Linked DNA regions of Sus scrofa: region 2 is linked to region 1. A link is a contact called in public HiChIP or PLAC-seq data. All regions are on one chromosome and are shown on one strand. Each heading gives the region's core, a stretch centred on a gene start, on an enhancer-like site or on the middle of the called end of the contact. The rest is flanking DNA. Distances are from core to core; before and after follow the strand shown.

Region 1 (5,828 bases), core at 1,644-4,143:
TGAGTTGCTGTGGCTCTAGCATAGGCCAGCAGCTGTAGCTCTGATTAGACCTCCTAGCCTGGAAATTTCCAAATGCCTCGGGTATGGCCCCTCAAAAGCAAAAAAAAAAAAAAAAGATTTTCCAGAGATAGATGGATTTCTGTCATTTAAACTTTTATTTACTCTTCCTCAACACTTTAAATACTGCAGAGTTTGGGGGTGAGAGGAATTGTTTTCCATACCTGAAATGGCTGTAATTATTGCCATAGATGCAAGGAAGCGCTTGTATACTTTTGTGTACAGTATTACCACCCTATTTTCCTCCCAAAACACATATATGATCTTTACCATATAGGAAAATAAAACTAGTATCAATAATACCCCCACGATTCCCTTTGTCTCAGGACAGAGAATTCCTCCAGGTATACACTTTAAATGTTACCACCTATATATATTATCTGTCCTTTAAGCTTATCTCCAGAATTAAGTGGTTTGAGCTGATTTCTTAAGCAACTCATGAAGAAAAGCACAGTTGAGAGCATCACATGTACAACTTCAGAAAAAAAAAAAAAACCTGACAAGAGAAGTCATCATAACTCTACTTTTATCAGCCCATAAAGATGATTCCTTTTAACTCTTCTTGTAGGCTTCCAAAGAGCAGCTGGAGTCAACTACGGAGAGTTACATTAAACATTACATCAATGGTCCCAGTGGATTCCTAACAAGAGGGCCCTCAAGCTGAGACTTTTCCTAAAGCTTTGTCTCAATCCCAAAAAGGTCAGCCTGGTGTTTTTTGATTTTGAAAGGCTTACAATATTGTAAACAATTAAGAAAGGAACCATGTCCAGTAATTGTGCGTGACACACAGTAAAAGAAGCCACACAACCAATCATTGCCCCCACACACAGCTTGTGATGTAGAATCATGAATTTCTACATACTAAATATATAATATGTATATTATATATATAAATAAATACTCCTAGACTTAAAAGTAACGCAAATCCACCATGTTAATGATGGGACATTATTTGTCTAAAGATTAATTCATACCAGGTGTTATTAATCAGCAGGGTAACTGATAGCTCATGCAAACCAGGCTATCCCAGTTGAGAACTTAATTGCATTATTGTTATTATCTGGTTTTCCTGTTATCACTGGTCCTCACACTTCAAGAGTACACACATACACACAAACACACACATCGTGGGCTGACAAACAGAAAACCCAGAGCTAGGAGGTAAGAACCCTGCCGTCTGGTAGGAAGAGGATTTTGAAAGACAGGTCAAGTATGCATCCAGGCTGCCTTGAGAAGTAATTAAGCCTATGCTGTTTCATTTCAGAGTGTCTCACTCTGCACAACAGTGGGAGCAGCTGGGGGAGATCACAGAAGATGCAACGCAAGGCAGGCAGCCTCATTTATCTCCACACCAGAGTTTCCAGGTGGCGTGAAAAAGCTCGTGGCCTCTTCTTCCAAAAAGCACAGAGCCAACTTAACATCCAAAACACTACTCCCCATATCAAAGCAGTCCCTTTTAAAGGCCTAAAGAAAGGCAATTTTAACGTCCCAGAGTTCAGACTCCGGTCGTTTCTCAAAGTTGTGAGGTTACATGCCAAAACCCCGCAGGCCGACTCAAAATTCCACTGCCTTAAACACAAGTTTCTCTTGCTGCCTAACATTGCAGAATGTAAAGATAACTAGCTAGGAAAAGGGAAATATACAAGTGAAAGTATTAGGAACGTGTCCGATCTTGCCCGTTTCCCCCCTGCCCCTCAACGCCCCTTAAGAGAGACTGGGACACTACAATTTGAAATCTTGGTACCAACTGTAGTACAGACTCCGACTCAGGCGAGGGGGAGGCCGCCACACCCTCCTGGGCTCGCAGCGCTGACAAGCCCTAGCTGGGAGGGGCCCAAGAAACTTAGACCCAGCAGGAAAGAGAGAAGGGAGTCGTCAGTGTCTTAGATTTAGAAGCTGGGAAGCTAGGAGCAGCTGATTTCAGAAGGGAGCCAGAGATTTGTCTGGGTGTGCTGGGGGAGGGGAGGGGTCGTCCCCGGAGTCAAGACAGCTCGCAACACGTCCCCGCAAAACTACACATTTTTGTGGTTTTAAGATTTAAGACTAAAAGGAACGCGCTGAGGCGAAGCTTCTCTCTCGAATGGGTTTCAGACGTCCCCCTTCTCGCTTAGGGACTGGGGCGCCGCACTGCCGCGGGTCTCCTCCTTCCCTTTTGGGGGGAGCGCCCCTCGGCCAAGCAGCTACGTCCGCCTCCCAAGTTCGCTTTCGCTCACCGCGCGGCGCCCGAGGCCAGCCACATGCGCATCTGTCCCGGAGCCCGCAGGGCCGGGTCTGGGCGCCCGCCGGAACATCTACGGGGACTCCGGGTCTGCCGGATTTTTTTTTTTTTTTTCCTTCTTCTTCTTCTTAGACAAAAAGCCTTAGCAGCTCGCCGCCCCCTCCTCCCCGGCCCGCGCCACCTTCCCTTCACGCCCACACCGCACCTCCCGGACACACACGCTGCGAGGTGCCTCTCCCGCCAGACAATGGCTTCGGGGCCGGCTAGGCAGCCAACCCCGAGTCCCCGACCCCATCCTGGGACCCCAAGAAGTCTGAGCGCGGAGGGGCTCGAAGGAGGGCGGAGAAGAGGCAGCGGAGGCCACAATGGGGGAGGGGGGCACCTCCCCCTCGGGACAGGGGCTCACTCCCGGCGAGGAGAGAAAGGAAAGGGGCGGGGGTCACCTGCACCGCCCAGCCGGGGGCCCGGGTGCCCTGCTCCCAACCACAGCTGCGCACTCACCAGCACGATGGCAAATCGCTCCTCCAGTTCACCTGGTTCGGGCATCGGCAGCTTCAAAGGTACGTTGTGCGCCCTGAAATCGGTCTGCTGCGAATCCATGCTCCCAGCATTGCCCATGTTGGCTGCACGCCGGGGCCGGGGGCTACTCCGGGCCCCTTGCGTCAGCGTCGGAAATCAGAACAGCTCCGGGCAGCCGGCTCCCGCCCGCTGGCGCGACCTGCCCGGCTCCCCGCCCTCCGCTGCGCCCCGGCGAGTGTGCGGCGCGCGCCGCTCCCTAGCAGCGTTCCGAGCCGAGCCGCCCCCCAGCCTCCCTCATGCTCCCCGCCGCCCCAGCGCCGCCCCGGCCTCCTTTTCTCGGGAGGGGTCGTCAGGGCGCCGGGCGCCTATCTGCATGTTGCACCGCGGGCACGCCGCCCTCTGCCAGTGGGCGCGTGGTTGCTCCGAGTCGGTCTCCAGCCAGGGCCCGGGCCGGGGCCGCCGCTGACACTTCTAGCTCTATGCCGGCGAACACTACGCTCTCTCTGCCAGCACCTCGAGCAGACAAATGCAGCTCCGCGCTCCCGACACAATGCCCCCTCTAGCCCGGCCCCCGCCCCCGGCCCGGCTCCGCCCACTCGCCCCGCGGACTGCCGGGACGCGTAGTTTCTGCCCCAAGTGTCCGCACTCAGGAACTACGCCCGCTCTAGGGGCCCAGGCGGGGTTAGGACCGCCTGCAGCAAAGGCAATCTGTATGTACACCTCTGGAAAGAGTTTGTCACTTTTGACACCCGCTCACTTCAATAGAAGAAATGACCGTTGTCAGATGTCTTGTCTACATCGATTCTGACACTTAGTAGGTCCATTTGGCAAATGAATGACTGGGCCAGTCAGTAATTGAATGCACGCATTCCGATTTAAATTTCAAGAGCTCTTCAAGAGGATCTAGTTCAACAGGAGATCTCAAAGGTATTGGCAACTTCCTACATCATAAACTGGAATGTGGGCCCGTGGGTGTTTTCTTCCGTATGTATATTAGCTATTCTTTTGTGCGTTTGAAATATTAATAAATATATGCCTTGATGGATATTTATAACTATCCACAACGGATATAGGTATATATGGTCAGACCCCACGATTTGGATGAGAAGGATTCAATTCAATTCAAAACAAACACTTACCAAATAGCTATTATGTGTGGGTTACTGTGTTCCTTAGCTAGAGAACAAAAGAGAATTTGCTCTTGCTCTGGAATACTTTCCTATCTGGTGGAAAGAGAAAATTTACACAAATAACCATACGTTGTGTGAGACAGAAATAAGAATAAAGTGTTTGGGGAGGCTTTGGAGATGGTCTTTGGTTGTAGTTATTCCTTTAGAACATTCTTGTTCCAGGTGTTTTACATAGAAGATAGAGTCTAGCCTCTGGGGTGCTTTTCAGACTCTAAGGATCCATTCTGAAGCAGTGGGAATAGAGAGAAATAGCCTTATAACCGACTTGAGCCAGCTGCTCACTTTGTGGATTTCAAGGGCCATCCACCTGGTTGACTTGTGGCTGAACTCCAGCAATTAGTCCTCTCTTAGCTTAAAGCAGTGTTTCTTTTGTGTGTGTGTGTCTTTTTGTCTTTTCTAGGGCCACTTCCTGCGACATAGGAAGGTTCCCAGGCTAGGGGTCGAATCAGAGCTGTAGTCACCAGCCTACACCAGAGCCACAGCAACGTGGGATCTGAGCCGCGTCTGCAACCTACACCACAGCTCACAGGCAACCTGGATCCTTAACCCACTGCGCAAGGCCAGGGATTGAACCCGCAACCTCATGGTTCCTAGTCGGATTCGTTAACTACTGCTCCACGACGGGAACTCCAAAGCAGTGTTTCTTAATCCTAGTTTGTGTATCAGATTCTTATGGGGAGCTTCTTGTTAAAACTGCACACACGATGGGCCTTGACTATTGTCAGAATTCCTCTAAGCTGAGAGCTGGGGCCTGGGCAGGTGTATGTTTAACAAGCTCCCCAGGTGGTTCTGATATGAAACCAGAATTGTTACTCTTTTGTTAAAAAGTCACTGCTTCTGTATGAGGTTACACACGAAGACTCAAGCACCAAGGGCCAGCTTTTATTCCACTTTATAAATACCAAGATGCCTTGAGCACAGTAGATGTTCAATGACTATTTGTTGAATTGACAAGTAATTTTTTTTTTTCCCTTTTCTAGCGCTGCTCCCATAGTATATAGAGGTTCCCAGGCTAGGGGTCTAATCGGAGCTGTAGCCGCTGGCCTATGCCACAGCTGCAGCAATGCTATATCCGAGCCATGTCTGTGACCTACACCACAGCTCATGGGAACATCAGATCCTTAACCCACTGAGTAAGGCCAGGGATCGAACCCTCAACTTCATGGTTCCTAGTCGGATTCGTTAACCTCTGAGCCACGATGGGAACTCCTGACAAGTGATTTTTAATAAAAGCCTATGGAGTAAATACACACACAAATACGTCTTGTTTGTGTATGGTCTCTTGACTAAACCACCTATAGTGTTTTAAAGAAGGGAGTGAGTATAAATAAATTCAATTTTAAAATCTGAATAAATTCAATCTGTATTTCTAAAATTACACTGCATCCAAAGTAATAGTAAATGTAATACCAATCAAGAAAAGAACAGGGACACACACACACACACACACTCCAACTAGTGCAAATGAGTGAGAAAGAAAAGCAGTTAGTTCAGACCAAATGAGACATTTCTGACCCACAAATGTATTTATTTTCTTTGTAATCTCTAGACATACACTTTGGGTCTGATTGACTCACAAAATCAGCCCACCCAGAAGGTTGCCCATCTGGATGGAAAAGCTAAAATTCTTTTCTTCAGTTGAGAAATCCTTTTTTAAAATTACATTTAATGGCTCCCTCTGGCCATATTTCTGCAGTGACCAGGACCTTTTTCTCCCCTTAAGTCTTATCACATCAAGTCTCTCTCATAATCTCACACTTTGAGAGCAGCCAAGGACAATGTGTGCAAATCCATGAATGAAATGAACTTCTCTGCCATTTCAAGGTTTGCAATCTCTAATATTT
Region 2 (5,792 bases), core at 2,937-5,436, 390 kb before region 1:
CTGCAAGATCAGATGGACTATACTTCATGAGGACATTAGCCTTGAAAAGGTAGTTTAAACAGCTTAGCTGAGATTGGGGGAGAGAATAACACGCAGGATAGGAGATCAACCTAACTTACACTGCCCCCCCCCACCCCGCAGCAATTGGGGTAATTGGCCAAATAAATTATAGCTAATAGGAGTAAAATGTGATAGAGGTAAAGTTCTGAACTCTTTAAAATCATTTTAGCAGAGAAATGATAAATAACCCTGAATTTTTCACTACAAACCTGTAAACTATAGCATTCTACAGACATTAATTTCTGACTCTTCCTGTTATGATTAACCTGTGTTAAATATGCCCAGTATTTTTTACATTTTTAAAAAACTAAGACGCTTATAAGGAGATTAGAACTTAAATTTCTCCTGATGTCTGCTAAAGAAGTTATCTTTGCTAAGTTTGTGAGGGAATGTTTCCTATTTACTTTTTTTTAAATTTCTTGGAAGTGTAAAGAGTCTTTTCTAAAAGGCAACTAAAAAATGTTAAGATTCTCTGGGTCTTTGTTACATACAGTAGTGTTAAAAATATATTCCTAGTGTGTGTAGTATACACCCATACATATATACAAAGAAAATCTAATACAATTTACCACACATGTATGCAAATGAAAGATTAAGACAATCAACTGTACAAGTGAATATAGTAGATATTTTACCCAAAATTTTGTACAGTTTAAACATGACCTAGAAATCAAATCAAATGACAATAAAGTCCATACCTAACAGCCCAGTATGAACATCATCTTCATTCTTCAAATTCTCAGCATGTAACTCTGTAAATACAAAAAGGGCTTTGGTAAAAAATGATTCTGGAGTTCCTGTCATGGCTCAGTGGTTAACAAATCCGACCAAGAACCATGAGGTTGCGGGTTCGATCCCTGCCCTTGCTCAGTGGTTAAGGATCCGGCGTTGCCGTGACCCTGCCCTATAGGTTGCAGACGTGGCTCGGATCCCACGTTGCTGTGGCTCTGAGGTAGGCTGGCAGCTACAGCTCTGATCTGACCCGCAGGAGTGGCCCAAGAAATGGCAAAAAGACAAAAAAAAAAAAAAAAAAAAAAAGATTCTGTACTTTGAACAGTAATTCAAAGGCTAGAAAGACATTGTGGAACTGCGGAAAGTGCTTTCTTTGGAGTCTGAGACAACTGGGTTCAAATTCTGATATCATTTACTAGCTATGTGACCTTCAGTAAGCAAATAAGATGTTTCTGTGAATCAACTGACATGTACATAAAACATGGGAATTTTTATTCCCTAGGAATGTTGTGAAGACATTTTATGTAATTCAGATTACTTCGTTTTGCCTCAGCTCCTTTCTCCATTCTCCAAAATAGGCACAGCTCAATGTCTTCTGCAGTGGACTTCCACTTATCCAGTTTTATGACTTTATGAACAAAGAATCTCTCAGTGCAAGAAAGAAAGAAATTGCCTAAAAGACAAAACTCTGAGTTGCTTTGGAAAAAATGCAGGAGAGAAGGGATAGAGGAATGAAACATTGTCAAAGTTTGACATTGAGTTTACACCCAATACTATTGTTTGAAGAGGTAAAACTCATAATTAACTTGCCAATTAGTCTTCTCTATGAAAATCCAGCATGGTAATCTGCTACATGCACCTGCAGCCCACAAGGGGCTTGGAAGCAATGAGGAAAAATAAAAACTTGAATTAAACTGACTCGGATAACAATGCGTTGGATGCTTTTCATACTAAGGTAGTTTTGTTTTTTTCTTTTTCAGTAACTTAGCCAAAGTCACACATCAGTGAGAACTGAGATTTAAACTCAGGTCTGATTCCTTCCACTGCAATATAAATTACCTAACCACATAATATATTCATATAAGCTGTGGAAAACCTTTCAAGGCACATCTGTTCCAATCTGGCCAATATTTCAACTTAAGACACCGGGAAATAAAACTATCAATCGGAGAAAAAACAGACTCAAGATCCCGCAACAGAACTTTACCACTACACTGGGTGCAAACCTAAGACGAAACCGAGAGGTACTAATTTTATCTATACAAGAGAAATTTGGGTTGTAGGATGCAAATCCTTGTCCTTCAGGAATTCCTTAAGTGTACAGAGGAATCAGTGTATTACACACATCTTTAATCATTTGCAGATTAAAGTCTTTGAACTTGCATAGCCTACTTTAATTACACTTTTCACCGTCTTCCTTTAATGATGGTTGTCTTGAATTTTGCTTAAGTTTGCTAAGGTTTTACCCCAAGTGTTCACTGACTTTAAGATACTTTTTCTCTTTTTCATGACTACCCACTTAATGAAGACCCTTTCTTAAAATAGGTCTCCTGACCACAGACCAAGGTCTTCCACCTTTAAGAAAAAGAAAACAAAACGGGAAGGCCAAAAAATGCGGATGAGGACTCTGGATGGAAGTCGCTACAGCTTGGTGGCCTTTGATAGGGAGAAGGAGCTGAAGCCGAGAGCCACGTCCAACCTCAGCTTAAAAAACTATACAGTTTCTGGACTTCAGTACCTTTTACGATCAGGTAGGTGATGGCGAGGAGGAAGGCAAGGAGGATGGCGAACAGCAGCGAACAGAGAATTGAGAGGACCTGGACCGGCCAGCGCCGAGCTCGGGTTCGACCGCCCGCATCCGCCAAGATGCCATTCCGCTTATCCGCCAGGAGGGAAGACCCGTCCCCATCTGGCCGGAGGAGCGAGTCCTTTCTAGGTTCGGGCGACGCCCTGGCCGAGAATTCCGCTCGCAGGTCACGGGCTACTCGGTCGCATCCCTCCTCCTCATCGACTTCACCCTCACCCCAGCTGTCTCCCTGAGTGGAAGCGGAAAATGCCGGCCGAGCGAACGGGACAGGGGTACCCGGACGACGGCGCAGAGGGGCCGGGCGCCTCCCGCTCTCCACGAACGACATGGCGGGAAAGACAGTGAGGCCCAGAGAGCGAGCGTTGTTCACCAGCCCCTCCCCGCGGTCCCAGCAGCCAATCAACGGCCCCCCCCCGGCCTAAACCACCAGACAGAGGCGCGCAGGGGTGCGCAAGGGTGGGCGGCTGGGCGGGTAAGGTGCTGTGGAGTTGGAGAGGCTGGGCGTCCCAGGATCAGGGTACTACCCTCAAGCTGTAGGAGGGAAGGCGAGCAGAGAAGAGCGCAGAGGGGAGGAAAGAAGAGGCCGAAGGCAGTCAAGTCCCCTATCCCTGCACAGGTTCGTCTCGCCCTGAGACCTCGGCCATCGCAGCGTCGCCTCTAAGCAAGAGCGCGGCCCGGCAGCCCCAAAGTCGCACCTTCGTGGCACCCGGTCCTAGCGCCCGCCATGCGCCCTAATACACATTACCGACTCAATTTGTTTTCTCACTTTTACGCCTTACACTCGCTCCTACCTCCACCCCCGCTTCCCTCCACGGCAGTTCACCACCCCGCACCCTCACCTCCCTTAACAGCCCATTCCTCCTTCCCTTACGTTTTGTTCTCCCCGCCCCACTACAACTTCCCACCACGCAGCTTGGCACGCCTCCGGCTCCCCTCACTCCCCTATCCCGGCGCCCGCTCCCCAGTTGGATCTTACGGAGATCGAACCTTCTCAAGACCCCTCCTCTAGCCTTCTTCGCCCCCTCCCTCCAACTCGATCCGCCCCCCGCGCGCGCGCGCGCGCGCGTATCCGGCCACCGCTAACGCTAGAAGCTTTCCCCACCCCCACCCCCACCCTACCATCCCACCCCACCCTACCACCCCACCCCACCCCAGGCGGCCTCAGGTTTGTGGGGGCGTACGTAACTCGGGCGGGGGGTGAAGGTGGCAGAACCCCACTGCCCCACCCCCTTCGGGGTGAGGCGAACTAAGCTCGGGAGGCTGAGACACAGACGTCTTCCCTTCCCTGGGGTAAGTTACTGGAGTTTTTCCCCAAGAGGACTTGCAACAGAAACTTCCTCCGTCCCCCTCCCCCCTCCATGCAGGCGACGCCGAGTGAGGCTGAGGTTGGGAGCGAATCGCCGAAGAGCTGCGTGTCGGCAGCGCAGTCTGATTGGACAGCGGAGAAGCCTGTCAGCTTATTGGCCCCGCTGGTTCCGCCCCGTAGCGCAGGGCAGCCTTTAACCTTTGGCCCCAGTGGGCTCCAGCCACTCAGATCGCTTCTTGTTGGTATGTGTAGCGGCAGTGGCCGCCGGCGGAGCAGTCTGAGCCCGACGATGAGGCCGGGGACGGGAGCTGAGCGAGGAGGCCTCATGGTGAGTGAAATGGAGAGCCATCCTCCCTCGCGGGGTCCCGGGGACGGGGAGCGGAGATTGTCCGGCTCAAGCCTCTGCTCCAGCTCTTGGGTCTCTGCTGACGGCTTCCTGAGGAGACGGCCCTCGGTAAGGGATCGGTGGGGCAGGGGAAAGCGGCACAATGAAAACGGAGTCAGAGAGAGAGGAAGCTTTCTCCCAAAGGAGAAGAAGATGAGAGTGGACGAAGGAAGAGCTCGAGATGGTGGGATATGTTCCGGGGGAGAGAAATGGAGGGCGGGGGTGCACAAAGAAAAGGAAGTGGGACCCTGGAAGTTGCTGGTGGGTTTGGCCTAGGCAGTTGCGCGTTGGTTGTGCTGGTCGCGGGCGGGGTGAGCGTTTTGGAGAGGTAGGCCTGACTTAGCCGTGTTGGGGAGGCGGAGATTTGATTCTGTAGAGTCTAAAACAGGCTGCCAGAATTTCTTCACCTGTGTTAGTGGTGTCCGTAGCGGGAGGACAGCTGGGAGAATTGGCAGGAGATAGTTACCTGGTTTTAAGGCCTGGAACAATGAAGACACAGGTAAAGAAAGTAGTTGTCTTTTTATAGGAGCTCGTTAAGATGGATGAATTAGTTATTTACTTTAGTATCTATGAATGACAGACCTCGGTCTTTGGGATTTTTTTTTTTTTTTGGCATAAGTAATTTTTCTCAAAGATTCTGTTGTAAGTAGTATGTTTATGTATTAAGAGTGAAGTGTTCCTGAGGATCCATACTGTTGGTGTTTTATAAGGGTAGCCCTTATCTGAGTTAATTTGGTAACTTCGGCATTTTAAAGTTTAAAATCAATGTAGAAAGTAAGGATAAATGGCGCAATAAAATAAAAATAAGCTGTCTTATATCTGTGAAGTAGGACAAAGCTGTGGTTTTCACCATGATAGTTTTTAGGCTGGCGTTTAAACTGTATTCTCTCACTTTAGCAAGCCATTTAGTAATTGATTAAATCATCATGTTTTAAAAAATGAATTAGGTATCCAGTAATGATTTTAATTTTTTCCACTTTCTGAAATTTGCTAAGTTGCAGATTTAAGACCAGAAAGTAAATGTTGAATCAATAGTTTAGTCACATATTAGACAAATATAATGTTATGCGCATAACTGACTTGTTGAAGTCAGATTTTTGAGAAGCATTTATTAGTCTTCGTTAATTTTTGAGATGCATTTATCGGTCTTTGCTAATTTGTAAATTTTCCTTTTTTTTTTTTTTCTTTTTTTTTTTTTTTTTCAGATGGGGCACCCTAGCATGCATTATGCCCCAATGGGAATGCACCCTATGGGTCAGAGAGCGAATATGCCTCCTGTACCTCATGGAATGATGCCGCAAATGATGCCCCCTATGGGAGGGCCACCAATGGGACAAGTAAGAATGTTTTGTTTTACTATGTATTTATTTGTTTACTTTTTACCTCTGGTGTTCTTGTGTCAAAATTCAAAATCTGGGTCAATATTTGCAGCTGTTTTGAGTTTTAGTTTATGCCAAAATAATATTTTCAAATAAGTGAAATGTGGAATTGTGTCATTTACC

The links. HiChIP or PLAC-seq counts read pairs in DNA pulled down with a chosen protein or histone mark.
Region 2: an H3K27ac HiChIP or PLAC-seq map of skeletal muscle shows a contact between it and region 1. The contact joins the promoter of PRPF40A here to the promoter of FMNL2 in region 1. A contact is called at or near these places in 1 of 5 promoter capture datasets (fetal liver) and 1 of 2 datasets of contacts at active chromatin or transcription factors (skeletal muscle).

Annotation. Positions count from the first base shown.
Region 1 is chr15:60,051,365-60,057,192 of Sscrofa11.1, reverse strand. FMNL2 (formin-like protein 2) reads right to left here and starts at 2,893. Exons shown (of 28, transcript XM_005671848.3): 1 at 2,777-2,893. The coding sequence starts at 2,893.
Region 2 is chr15:60,437,774-60,443,565 of Sscrofa11.1, reverse strand. It overlaps PRPF40A (pre-mRNA processing factor 40 homolog A), which reads left to right and starts at 4,186. Exons shown (of 26, transcript NM_001244573.1): 1 at 4,186-4,359; 2 at 5,496-5,627. The coding sequence starts at 4,195. ARL6IP6 (ADP-ribosylation factor-like protein 6-interacting protein 6) reads right to left here and starts at 3,978. Exons shown (of 4, transcript XM_001926700.7): 1 at 2,531-3,978; 2 at 759-812. The coding sequence starts at 2,927.